Regions from separate parts of the Ovis aries genome. Here region 2 is linked to region 1. A link is a contact called in public Hi-C data. All regions are on one chromosome and are shown on one strand. Each heading gives the region's core, a stretch centred on a gene start, on an enhancer-like site or on the middle of the called end of the contact. The rest is flanking DNA. Distances are from core to core; before and after follow the strand shown. Region 1 has its middle 42 kb from the start of TMX1. Region 2 holds the start of LOC114115851 (putative uncharacterized protein FRMD6-AS1).

Region 1 (6,727 bases), core at 2,007-4,506:
CTTAGAATAAAAATCCATGCCTTTTTTTTTAATCCCTCATCTGTCTCAAGGTCACATGTCTAAGAGGAGGACTGGTTCTTTGCCCTCCATGCTTGAGACCCATGCTATCTCCTATTCATTAGCCACCTGGACTGTCACCCACATACAGACGCCCTGACTCTCCAGGCATGGCCAAGAGTCTCCCAGCTCTGTGTCAGATCTCCTAAGAGCGAGCCCGCCAGCAAAGGAGGCACTGGGGCTCTGTCTTCCTTTTCTGTAAAATGATAGTGGCTCCCTGAACATCCTAAGCCTGCACTTGTACCATTTACCACTGATTCTAAGACACACTTTTCCTTATGTACCACGAAGGAAAAAACACTGTCCATTCAACTATGGCTTGACGATAGACTCCACAGTCTCTTTGCTTTGACATTTTTTTTCCTTCAAGAAGGGTTGACATTCTCTCCTGCTGCTCAGCTGAGCTTGTGATGGCACCCTATCATGGATTTCAGCCCCAGTGCCTTCTACTTCAGGGATGGCTCTTCCTCTCCTAGCATCCAGAAAGTGCTCAGTGGGTGCTTTGCAAAAACCATGAGTTTGTGTTCATTGCTCCAACCATGCATATCTGCTTCACGCATATCAAAGACCTGTTGCTCTGTTTCCACAAATTTTTGCACACGTGGTAATTTTTCATTTCAATCCCAAGTGTAATCTTTTTAAGGACCTTTTAAATGGCAACTCAACACCTTCAGTAACAATGTAATGTAAACGTGTCGTCACTCAGTCATGTCCGACTCTTTGTGACCGCATGGACTGTAGCCTACCAGGCTCCTCCATCCATGGGATTTTCCAGGCAAGTGTACTGGAGTGGGTTGCCATTTCCTTCTCCAGGGTATCTTCCCGACCCAGGGATCGAACCCAGGTCTCCTGCATTGCAAGCAGATGCTTTACCCTGAACTCAATTAATTAGGCTGAATGAATGGCAACATGAGCGACTATGTCCAAGTTGGAGCACTATTTACAACTGCGTCTCCAGTGAGCCCAGCTGACACCATCAACTGATCCCCAGAGATGCTAGAAGGTGGAAAATGTGCCTTTTAGAATCACTGAAATATGGTGCCCACCTCCTATCCCATCCCATCATCTGAACTTCTCACTTATACCAGGAGTCATAAATAAAATGAGGAAGAAAATAACTCCAGTCAAGAAGACGATAATTGTTAAAATATATAGTCTTTTCACTATTCTGACTCATTTCTACTGTTTTATCTTAAAGTGAGGGACTCAAAGCTACCTTTCTTCCCTACTCACCTACACTATGTCATGTTACTTTATAATTGTCTTAGTGACAGCATCTCACTACATCTCTTTTTCCTCCCTCAATTTGTCTTTTTTTCTTCCTCTCTGATAACCCGGAAGTGAAAGCAAGTACCCGACTTCTATTTCATCTATCTGGGCTAGTACCATGACTTTGAATATAAAATAAAATTCTTTTCTCTCATTTTTATCATGATTCTGCATAAAACTTGATTGAGTAGTAAGAGAAATAGGAAGAGACTATGATTTTTCAGATGACAAAAGTAGGAGAAACTAAAAGCAGAGACTACTGGTGGAGAAGCCAGTACTAGCACTCAGCCTCTCACACTAGGATTTATCTCCTCTGATGCTGACTCATGTTGGATCAGTCACTCCCCGGACAGAAGAACCCGTTACTGTGACCCTGGAAAGGGTCTCCCGTCACAAGTCCACCCTCAAGATGAAAAGCATTTATTGTGAATTACTTAGAAGTTGAAGTTTGCTAAAATACGCTCAATTCTTCATGGCATGTCAGTTTTGCCGTATTTCAAGGAGAGCTAGTCTGTGTACAACAGCTCAGAGTTGCAAGTACCACATGTGAACAATATGGTAACTTTAAAAAATGTTTGTGTTGTATTTGAAGACTGTTTGCCATAAATCTAAAGTTTGATCTTAATGTATTTCAATTTGGTATGCTAAAAAAAGTACTGAATTAATGTAACAGTCTTTTTTTTAAAAAATCAATATTGTAAGTTCAGAATTTAACTGAAAATATAAAACCCAAATGATTTCTATATAGTAAATTGAACTGTAAAGGTAATTTGTGTGTGATTCTGAATACACAGATAAAATGTTTTTAATTCCTCCTTTAAAAAAAATAAAAAATAAAAAATAAAATACACTCAATTTAGCAAATACTCACTAAAAGACTGCACAAATTAAGGACCTGAAAAAACTGAGTCACCTTGCAATACACCTGAAACTATCACAACATTGTAAACCAAGTATACTTCAATAAAAAAAATTAAAATAAATTTTAAATGATAAACAAAAGTGCTTGCAATTGCCCATAAGATTTTCCATAAAAATAACATTTTTCAATTTTATATATAGCTAACAATTCCAGGGAAAAAAGAAATACAAAAATACTAAGATTTCCAGAGGCAAATAAAATCTATATTTTATTTTTAAAACAAAAACACAAAAAGACTATGCACAGATCATACCACGCAGGGTGCTGTTTGAGATTCAAGGGTGAACGTCACGGTCCTGCCCTCCAGGGACTCATAATCTAGGGCTGTTCTCAACCTGGGGTTGGGGAAAGAGGCAGAGAGGCAACACTGACCCTTTTGTGAATCAGATGACATTTACAGGCCCCAGAAAATTGTTCCAAATCCCCATGTGTGCACACACACACACAATTTTGCAAATAATTTTGGGCGTTTATAGAGCCCTGGGGGCTTCCCAGTGGTTCAGTGGTAAGGAACATGCCTGCCAATGCAGGAGACGCCGGAGATGCGGACTTGATCCCTGGGTCAGGAAGAACCCTGGAGAAAGAAAGGCAGCCCACTCTGGTATTCTTGCTTGGAAAATTCCATGGACAGAGGAGCCTGGCGGGCTACAGTCCAGGGGGTTGCAAACGGTAGGACACAACTGAGCGACTAAGCACAACGACAGAGTCCTGGACTTTGGAGGAGCAGCTCGTGTGGGTGTCCTGTAACATCCGGCCACAAAACTCACGCATATGAGCTTTTTCTCACGGTTACCCCATCCAAGTACAGAGACCAATCAAGCCAGTCAAACAGTTCCAGAAGAAAGCAAGAGCCTGCCCTTGCTGCCCAGGTTTTCTTGGTTAACTGCTGTTCCAGAAACGCCTCACTCTTCTCCCTCCGGTGTTTTGAGGCCCTCTTTCCTGGCAGGGGATGACTGTATTCCAGCCAGCCAGGGCATTCTAGTCTAGGAAGCCAAGGCTCTCCTCACTGGACTGGCCCACAATACCTCGTGGCCCAGCCTCCTCGTCCCTTTACAGCCCCTGGGAGACAGTGAAGCCTCATTGTAGCAGCTGACCCAGGCAGAAAGGAGGGTTCCTCTTAAAGAGGCTGGGGGACCTCGCCCTGCAGGGAAATCTCTGGCCAGGGATATGGCTACAAGGATTTTCTGGCCTTTGTGAGTTGGCTGGTGTTTGGGGATTTTCCAGTCATTTATTACCCTGGAAAAGCAACCAGACTTTTCATTTTAAGTCAGGATGTTGAAGTGTCACTGAATCGCTGGGGACCAACATCTGGGATCAGAGCCTTGCCTTGATTAAAGCCAGAGCCTCAATATCACTTAAGGACACAGACGCTCCAGCTTCTTCCTCACATTAATTTGTGAGTATAAATATGAAACTTCTGTTATGTTCCCCACACCCTCTGCGGAAAGGGGACAGAGTTCCTATCTTGGCTTTTCATTCTGACCTTCAGGCCTAGAGCCATGAAGTGTCTGTCGAAACTCTGAGACTGCAGTCATGTTCTAGTGTCTGTCACCATCCTTCCCTGGATGCTGGTGCTTCAAGGGACCCTGCAGAAGCCTCTTTTGAAATATTACCCCTGCTAATACCAGTAATAATACACAGAGTTTGGGGAGCTTCCCAGGTGACGCTAGAGGCAAAGAACCTGCCTGCCAATGCAGGAGACCTAAGAGACACAGGTTTGATCCCTGGGTGGAGAAGATCCCCTGGAGGAGGGCATGGCAACCCACTCCAGTATTCTTGCCTGGAGAATCCCATGGATAGAGGAGCCTGGAGGGCTATAGTTCATAGGATTGCAGAGTCTGGCACAATTGAAGCAACTTAGCACACATAGTATTTTTTACTTTTAAAAGTGCTTTCACCTTTACTGTTATTTTAACAACTGTTATCTAACCATGAAAATATATCAGTCAGGATCCCAGGAGGAATCAGCGGGCTCATTTAAGGAGTCTGTGCATGTGTGCTCAGTCATATACGACTCTTTGCAGCCTCATACACTGTAGCACACCAGGCTCCCCTACCCATGGAGTTTTCCAGGCAAGAATACTGGAGTGGATTGCCATTTCCTTCTCCTGGGGATATTCCCAACCCAGGGATAGAATCTGCGTTTTCTGCATTGGCAATGGATTCTTTACTGCTGTGCCATCTGGGAAACCCTTAACAAGTTTAATAGAAAATTATTTAAAGAAGGAACTGTTTACCGAGATATGTCCAAGTCCAATCAGGAAAACAGAAGCAAGGCCAAATATTTTAATAAGAGAATATTTAAAGAGTCAGAAATCTTTACATGAAGTATCTACAGTAGTCAAATTCATCCAGACAGAAAGTAGAGGGGTAGTTGCAGGGTTGGGGGAGTAGGGTAGAGGAGTTATTGGTTAATGGACACAGAGCTTTCAGTTTTTAAAGATCAAGAGGTTCTGGAGATGTGTTTTCCAACAATGGGAAACAGATCACTTCATGCCACTGAACTGGACACTTAAAAATGTTTAAGATGAAAAAAAAATGTTTAAGACGATAGATTTTCTGTGTTTTATGAATGAATGAATGAATGAATGTGAAGTCGCTTAGTCATCTGCGACTCTTTGCGACCCCGTGGACTGTAGCCCACCAGGCTCCTCCATCCATGGGATTCTCCAGGCAAGAGTACTGGAGTGGGTTGCCATTTCCTTCTCACGATAAAAAGAAAAAAAACTAGAGATCTGAATATGTGAAAGGACTCTGAGGTAACACTGAAAAGTAACTCTGAAAAAGCAGCTGACACTCCTGGGGCCAGGGAATGGAGGGAAAAGCCTGGGGTTGTTATAACCCAGCACTCGAAGCACTGAGGACAGTCCCGGGAGTGTTAGAAAAAGACAGAGGGCTGGACCCCGCTGCGGGGTGACAGGCTGTCGTGAGGCCCCTGGAACAGGAGGAATAAGCTATGGGAGGACCAGGTCCCTCGGCCCCTGAAGGCTCCCTGTTGCACCCCACAGGTACAGAACTGGTGGGGAGCGGTCCCAAATAAGGGTGTAATTTGCAAAGTCACAGCCCAGCACCAAAAAGCAGGGTATAGGGTGATTACTGGTTGAGCATTATTAGCTTACCAATGGTGTGGTTTCACAAAAGGTGTGGGCAGGGTTAAGGGAATGGTAAGACAACCAGCAGCTGGAAATAGCAGGAGACATTTACCACCCTGAAGCCTAAGGGGCAAGAGGAAGGAATGACGTTACCTTAACAAAACCTTATCAGGCTCATGGCTGAGAGAGAGAGGCTGCCTCGTGGGAGCTATGACCAGCTGCCCAAATCAGGGCCAAGCAAGGAGGGGATGGGCAGGGGTATGGGAGTAACCCCCTGACCTCCCGCTCCTCCCGCCTGCTGATCTCCTGAAACCGCTGCAGTTTGTCCAGACCAAACTGGAAGTCGGAGGGCAGTATGTTTAACATTCCTTTAATGAAAATGGAATCTACCATAGATATTTATCTGCATCTTCATCTCCCCAAGTAAGGACAATAAAAACAATCACAGCAACAAAATATTAAGAAGAATCTCTCCAAGTTTATATAGATCAACTCATACTTTCAACATGGATGGACTTAGAGGTTATCATACTAAGTGAAGTGAGTCAGACAGAAAAAGACAAGTAATATATGATATTGCTTATATGCAGAATCTAAAAAAAAAATGGTACAAATGAACTTATTTACAAAACAGAAATAGAGTCACAGATGTAGAAAACAAACTTATGGTTACCAAGCGGGTAGAGGGTAGAAGGATAAACTGGGAGACTGGGATTGCTATAGATACACTACTATATATAAAATAGATAACTGATAAGAACCTACTGTATAGCATAAAGAACTATACTCAACACTCCGTAATGACATATGGAAACAGAATCTAAAAAAAGAGTGGATATCTGTGTATGAATAACTGGTCCATTTTGCTGCACTGCAGAAACTAACACAATATTGTAAATCAGCTGTACTCCAATTTTAAAAAAAAATTAGAAGCTAGGATAAAAAACACAATTAGCTCCTTGAATTTATGGAACTAAGTTGGTGGCTCAGATGGTAAAGACTGCCAGCAATGCAGGAGACCCAGGTTGGATCCCTGGGTTAGGAAAATCCCCTAGAGAAAGAAATGGCAGCCCACCCCAGTATTCTTGCCTGGAGAATTCCACGTACAGAGGAGCCAGGAGGGCTACAGTCCATGGGGTCACATAGAGTCGGACACAACTGAGCGACTAACATGGCATAAAGAGCTCATCCTCTTTGCACCCGTCCAGGGGCTCTCACTTGGCTTTGTCCCACAACTATCTATGGAACTGAAAAGGTACAGATTCCTGAACCCAGCTCTTGGAATGTGCGACTCAACGGGCCTGGGAAGCAGCCCAAGAGCCATGTTAAGTTCCACAAGTGATTCAGACCATCAGCTGATGGTGAGAAATACACTGCCTAGCACTCA
Region 2 (6,727 bases), core at 2,248-4,747, 390 kb before region 1:
CATTTTTCTCAACCAGCTGTCAGATCACTGATTTCTTTCCCTTCCCCAGCGTTCTGTGATCCCTCTTTGATCAGCAGTGTACACTGCATGACTGGTCCATCTGATACATATGAAAAGTGATAGGACACAAAGCTCCATCAGAAGAAATTACACCACTAAATCATACAAGATAATTGGAACCACAGATTGCTTGTTTTCACTCAAAACTTTATGATAAACTCAGCCCTTACAGCTGGAGAGTCCCTCTGGACCCAGAGCATAGCGGGTAGGCATTAGCAGATCTCCCAAATGCTAGAGAACTAATTAAATATTTCTCAAATCATCAGAGTTTAGATGAAAAATGCTTCCAGCCTTTGAAATGCGAAGTGGTGGGACGGGGGTGTAGGGGAAGAAAGGACAGTGATAAGCATCCAATCTCTGAATGCAATATTTATAACACCAAACTAGTGATTCAACACAAACGCAGGCAAGGTTTCCAGGACAGAAGCACTATTTCAGGTTGTATATAGACCTTATAGTGCACCTTAGTTCTAACCCTTTTTCTCTCAGCGGAGAAGATCTTATTCTTTAATTTCCACTTTTAAATATAAAGCTTTCCCTACTTCAGTCTTTACCTCAATACTCATCCTTCTAAGTTTACATTTTCCTTGCAATTCAATGCCCAATTTTCTACTTCTTCCTTCCTCTCAAATTATCCCTTTAACTTGTTCCTACTTATTTTTATAGGCCCCCAAAGCCTCTTCCTCAGGATAATGTGCAATTCAACAGGCCCTCTCAACTACTCCCTATACCAAAGTTTAACTACAGAGGCCAACAATACCATTTTTCCTGTTTGGGTTTCAGGAAAGATACTTTTAACTAAAATTTTACCACTCATAAATTTCTCCACTAAATCTTTCCTTTTCCTCCTCCTACACTAAATTGTTTCCCACACAATTACAATGTAATCAAACACTCAAAATGTATAATTCTATAATCATACAAAGACATCCTAAAAATATATCATTGCTAATGTATGACACACACCCTTTATAACTCTGTTATTGGGAGTACAAGATAAAAAAACACTGGAGTTTTCTTTTAAGTTGTGTTTCTCATTTCTTGTTGAGAAAGAAGGGTAGAGGTGTGTCATACAACTGCTATATCAGAAACCATTCAAACTGTGTTACAAGATTCTATTGAAGATTGTAGACACACTTAAAACTTTTTTTTTTTTCCTTAAAAGAAGTTGTAACTGCATAAACAAAATCCAAAGCTTCTATAATCTGCCCAAAGGATACATAATACTTAAACTGGAGGTCTGTACCTCTTAATAATATATTTTTAATATATTATTTTTTAATAATAATAATTACTTAATACCTCCAGTTTCCCCATAGTCTTCATCTACCAAACCAGGGCATTTATGGGGTTGGTATTAATGAGTAGTAGGAAAAATTCATCTCTCCATAAATGGAGAAAACTTTCTATCCTTTAGAAGACTTGAGACAATATTAAAATGACTGGAGAAGGCTGGTGAAATTTAGTTCTGAACTCTGAAAACCACCTAAGGGATAATTTACAAATACCATCTGGGATCCAGGCAGCCTCATCAACAAAAGGGGAAACTAGTTGAGATCATACAAATCTAAAATTCACATACATTTTTACATCTGGACTGAATCTTTCCTTGGTACGGGCTTTCATGTATTAAAATAATTATTTGCAGGTTTTAGCTTTTTTTTTTTTTAAACCCACAGCCTCAGAAATCAAAATGTGCAACATCCAAGTTGAAAACTACAAAGAATTCCTTTATCAAAAAAGTTAGTTCTGAGACAGGATTCATTTACAGTAAACTCTGAACTTGATAGCCTAGTCAAAAACAATTCTGTTTGAAACTTTCATTTCAAGCATCTGCCACAAAAGGCTACAGAGTCTATTATGTCATAAGTTTTGAAAGCCAAAAGCTTTATAAATGCAGTCGAAAGTGGAAACAAAGTTCAGAATCTCAAAAAGGGCTACAGTTCCCCACCTCCCCATCCAATTTAGCTAGTCTATTTGAATGAGTTTTTAAATAACTTGTAGCTAAAACTTACTACCTAGCACATGGACATTTCCCTTTCAGAAGCAACAGTTTTTATCCTGGCCCATTAGGCTTTCTGGTAGAGCCAGGAGCATCTTAATTCTCAAGTTCAAATTATGTATTTGAAGCTAGTAGCCTACCCACCCCCGTTGCCCCCAAAAAGGAGGGGGGTAGAAGCAGAGAAAGATTTCCTGTCCCTTAAAGTGTTTGGGGCCCTGCAAGAACTGGTGATTACTGTGGTCCATCAGTGTCAGATCTCAGGCACTCTTACAAGCAATTCAAAGTGGGGGCTTGGGGGTGGGGGGTGGGGGTGCTGGGGGGAGAATTAGTTCATATTACAGACGGTCTGCTTTCTGGAAAAGATATCCCGCAGATAACTGGATAGCAGATATTCCCTGGGGGACCCTTCTCATCTAATAATCCCAGAAGTCCATTTTAATATGAAATATAAATCCAATATATTTACAAACATACTGAAAGAGCATTCAAATGTCAGCTGTCTCATATTGTGGAGTATTTTCATTTTTAACATAATACTTCTATTTCTCAAAACCACACCCAAGGAAAAATGATTAAGTGCTAGAAGCTTTTTTTTTTTTTTTTACTACAAAGGACAACAGCACAGGCATCTGTTTTCCTGCCTCTCTCTTCTGTTCTTCTCCCCTCCCCCACCTTCTACCCAGCAGGCGGTCTGTAGGTTTTGGTGCCTGTTAAAATTACTTTCTACAATGGTTTCATAATGCTGCAGATTCTGAAAAACTTCTGATCCATTAACAGTGCTGAGCCTAAACTTATGCTCTGTTCTAAGAAGAGAAATCCAAAAGTCAAAAGCCTTTTTAATGACAGATGTATTACGGAAAATTTTCCCCACAAAGTTTTGATGCTGTGAAATATCAACTCCCTGAAATCACAGAAAGGAAATGACTTACATTCTTGGAAAATGAAGCCACTAGCAGCTTTCTCCAATAGAATTCTCTAATCCCTAAACTACACCCTGTGGCAACGGGGGAGTATTTCGTGCAAGGACTAAATTTATATAGATGCTTATAAAAACCAATAAACAAACATTGCCAGGTCCCAGAGAAGAAGAGACGGAATCCTACATGAGAAATCCAGCAAGAGATACTTTTTCTGAACACTCAAAAAAGGTTACAGAGCACAAACTTGAAGTTAAAAGCAACCTGAGAATGCTTGCTGAAGTTTTCCTTCCCTGCTGTGGGCAATGCACAACTCCTGAGGGAAATACTGGCAAAACAGATTTTTGCTAGAATTCCAAACGAAAAGGATGTCAAGGAGCTAATATTTCTTTAGACACTAACTAAACAACTGCACGGCCTGAAAATTCGCCAACTTTCACCTCAACTTTAAAATGTGCTTATTTTGACAGCTTTCCATTTCTTCCTGCCTTCAAGAAAACGCCCTCACCATTAGATTATGCTGTCCCGGGACAAGAGGGCTGCTGTAATTCCCGTGGACCTCACTCGGATGGCCCCCAGCTGTCCATCCCTGACAGCTCCTGGCCCTCCTCGGGCACAAGCTGGGGGTCTCCTCGGCCCGGAGCCGGGCCTGCGCGTCGCCAGCTCCTCCAGGAACCCAACTACTGCAGGCCGCGCCCCCCACTCCCATCCCACCGAGGCCCCCTTCCGGCGTCGCCGAGGGAGAGCTCAGTCTCCGGCTCCCCCGACCAGGGACTCACGGGGACGGTGGGACAGACTCAGGTCCCCTCCCGCAGCCGGGCTGCCCGGGCCGGCGCGCGCACAACAGGCGGCACCCAGGCATTCGGGACTCAAGAGCTGGCCCCGCCGCCCGGGCACAGCAACGGGGCGTGACGGGCAGGCGTCCCCAGCCCGACCACCCGGGAGCCGAGCGCGAGCACCGATCCCGGGGTCGCAGCCCACAGTCCCGGCCAGCCTCCCCCCTCGCCGCAGAGGCTGCCCAAGGCTCTGCACCTTCCTCGTTGCCCGGCTCGGCTGCCCCGAGGCCCCGTTCTCCCTTCCCGGCGTGGGCGAGCTCCGACTCGCCAAGAAGCGACCTTCCTTCCAGTCCGGTGCCCGACGCCCAGCGCTGAGAGAGCGAGAAGAAGAAAGACGCGGAGAAGGGGACACCGCCTGGACTGGGGCTCGCGACTTCCAGAAGCCCTCCCGAGGTCCCGTCCCGCCGCCGCCGCTGCCGCCCGGCCGGCAGGGGGCAGAATGAGCGGCGGGGGCGCGGTGGCCGGTCTTGGAGGTCGGCTAGGGGAGTCCCCGGGTACCCGGCTCCTGTTCTTACCGCGGAGAAGGTCCGCAGCACCGGGCGTCGGACTATTCCCAGCTCTCCTTGCCTTCCTGTCTGCGCCGCGCCTGCCCTACTCTCAGCCCCTTGCCCTGGGCAGCCAGACGAGCGCTCCGCGTCCGCCCCGCCCACGCCTCCCGCCCCGCCCCCTGAGGCTCCGCCTCCAGCCCGCCCCGAGGTGGCGGGGGCAGTGGCAAAGCCGTTGCAGCAGAGCCTGGAGCTCGCGACCGCACGTGGAGCGCCTGCAGGCCCCGCCCCGGGCCCAACCAAGAGTCCCGCGGAGGGGTGCCGCGAGTCAGAGGCGGGAGAAAGCCGAGCTCGCCACGCCTCCGGGGTCCTGGGGAGGGAGGCGAGCCGCAGATGGATGCTATGTTAGGACCGCAGCCATCTAGGCTCTTCCCAGCAAAGCGGAGACGGAGGCGCGAGGGGACACTGTCAGCTCCCCCTAGTTCTTGCCTAATGGGCCCCTCTGACACCCGGCCTTTGCTTCCCTGTATCTCTACCTCCCGAGCTCAGTCGGGCTGGCCGGGGGCGGCAGTTTGGCCTGAGCTTCGTTTTAGTAATTCGGAACGACTCAGGGGAGGCCACTGGGCGAGGAGGCGGTCCCAGCGGAGGCAATTTAGCGATTCCTTACTCCCTCCAGTCCTGTCCCACACCCACCTGCCCATCCACCACTCGGGACGCCGGTCTTTCGCCGGTTTTTTGCTGGATGGAGGAGGCCCCGCGGAGGAAGTCAAGCCTTCCCCGCTAACTGCCTCTCCAGGTCTTCAGGTAGACACAGTCTCTGTTCGCTGTGGTTTTAGCGCCAGTGACCTCTCGGAAATTATTTTTACCCCCTCTGCTCTCGCTGGTAGCCGAGGGAGTGATGCAAAAGGCCAATGGAAGGTATTTTTAGGGCACTAAGACTCAAGATAGGAGATGGAGTGTTTTTTTGGGGGTCACCTTTTAATTGTTGGGTCTAGGGAAGGAGTAGGTTACACCTTTCCAGCCAGCCTGCGCCACTTGGACCAGCTTTGGGGGACTGGAGACAAGAGAGAAGAACCAGCCTCCACCTGGCTCCCAGGCCCGCAACCCACAGAACTACCCGCTCCCCGCGCCGGGGCTTCTACCCTCCTAGGTCTTCTGGTGCCTGCTAATCCGGTGAGCCCTCGCCAGGGGCGGCTGTAACGCCCACGGGGCCCCTCACTAAGGGACTGATGAGGTGCCTCTGGAAGTGACAAGGAGACAGGGAAACAGGACCTGACAAAGGACACTACCCCAAATCAGATTTATGCTAACAGAAGCCAGCTTTAAAATTGCCCTGCTCTTTTGATCCAAATATATAGTTTGATCCAAAAATAAAGTTACCTGTTGAAGGTATGCCTCTGTGCCTTATTTACATGGCAAAAGAAATTCCGTTTTGTGTCCACAGCCGGAGCTTACTAGAAATAGTTGTTTCACAGCTTTTACATTTTGGGAACAATGACATTAGAAATATTGGGGATGGTGATGTTTTTTGTCTTTCCGCAATCTATATATCCGTTGGGAGCTTATTTCGGATAAAGTCATGACTCCATTGTGGGAAGGAGGACAAGAACTATGTTCCAAAGACTGCCGTTTGAATGAGTTGTGTTTAATTAATAGACTAAAATTAAAAATTTGTTTGGTAGTTGATTACAACGTTGATATTTAAAAGTGGAGGTTTATACTTTTTCCTCTCATTTTTGACTTTAATATGCATTCAGAATCAGTGCATATTGAACAACAGTTGACAAGGTCTTAATTTGATATCTAATGAGATAACCCAAGTTTTCATATGTGAACATAAATGAGACAAGTGAGGAATATAACACTATCATGGAAAACAGTTCCTAAATCTGATTTTTTTTTTTTTCAGGCTTCATGCATAAAAATCTAGCAGATAAAGAATAACGTTGGATTGTGAAGTATTGCTGAAATTTGAAGTAATTAGATAACCCAGGGAGTAAAATATTTTAAACTACTTTTAAAAAACATGTGTTTAAGATTGGATTTATTGTCTAGGATTTGATTATAGCAAAATTTACTATATGAATTTTTAAAATCATAATGATCATGTTATTAGTATGAATACCATGATAAACATAGACTCTTCACATCTTACATTTTGTGAACTAAGTACTTTAAAATTCTTAAAAATCAGTTTTATAAACCCCTGAAACAACATAAGATTCAGGAAGGACTGCTTTGGAAAACACAGTCCACTCAAGATGGAACTGGAACTGAGAAAGGATGAGTTGTTTTAGAAGTTTCTTACCACAGGAAACGTTTTTCTGTGCTTATTATAATAAATAATGCAGTTTTGTAGGTAATTAAAGTTATATTTTATGATTCTCTTTGATGTGTAGGTATGGATTTATTTTCATTGGTATGATG

Evidence for each region. A called contact is a pair of places that touch in the nucleus more often than the background predicts.
Region 2: a Hi-C map of tail adipose tissue shows a contact between it and region 1, with 4 times the contacts expected there. The contact joins the promoter of LOC114115851 here to the enhancer-like site in region 1. A contact is called at or near these places in 3 of 16 Hi-C or Micro-C datasets (skin fibroblasts and tail adipose tissue).

What each region holds. Positions count from the first base shown.
Region 1 is chr7:42,335,685-42,342,411 of ARS-UI_Ramb_v3.0, reverse strand. No RefSeq gene overlaps it. Among named protein-coding and RNA genes, the nearest start is that of TMX1, 42 kb to the right of the region's middle. Within about 2 kb of position 3,256, at least 5 of the 54 cell types and tissues checked have an H3K27ac peak or open chromatin away from gene starts, as enhancers often do. A contact at or near this core is called in tail adipose tissue, where this site is marked.
Region 2 is chr7:42,722,219-42,728,945 of ARS-UI_Ramb_v3.0, reverse strand. LOC114115851 (putative uncharacterized protein FRMD6-AS1) reads left to right here and starts at 3,497. Exons shown (of 1, transcript XM_027972248.1): 1 at 3,497-4,258. The coding sequence starts at 3,497. The coding sequence ends at 4,258. All of the region lies in intron 3 of FRMD6 (FERM domain containing 6), which reads right to left.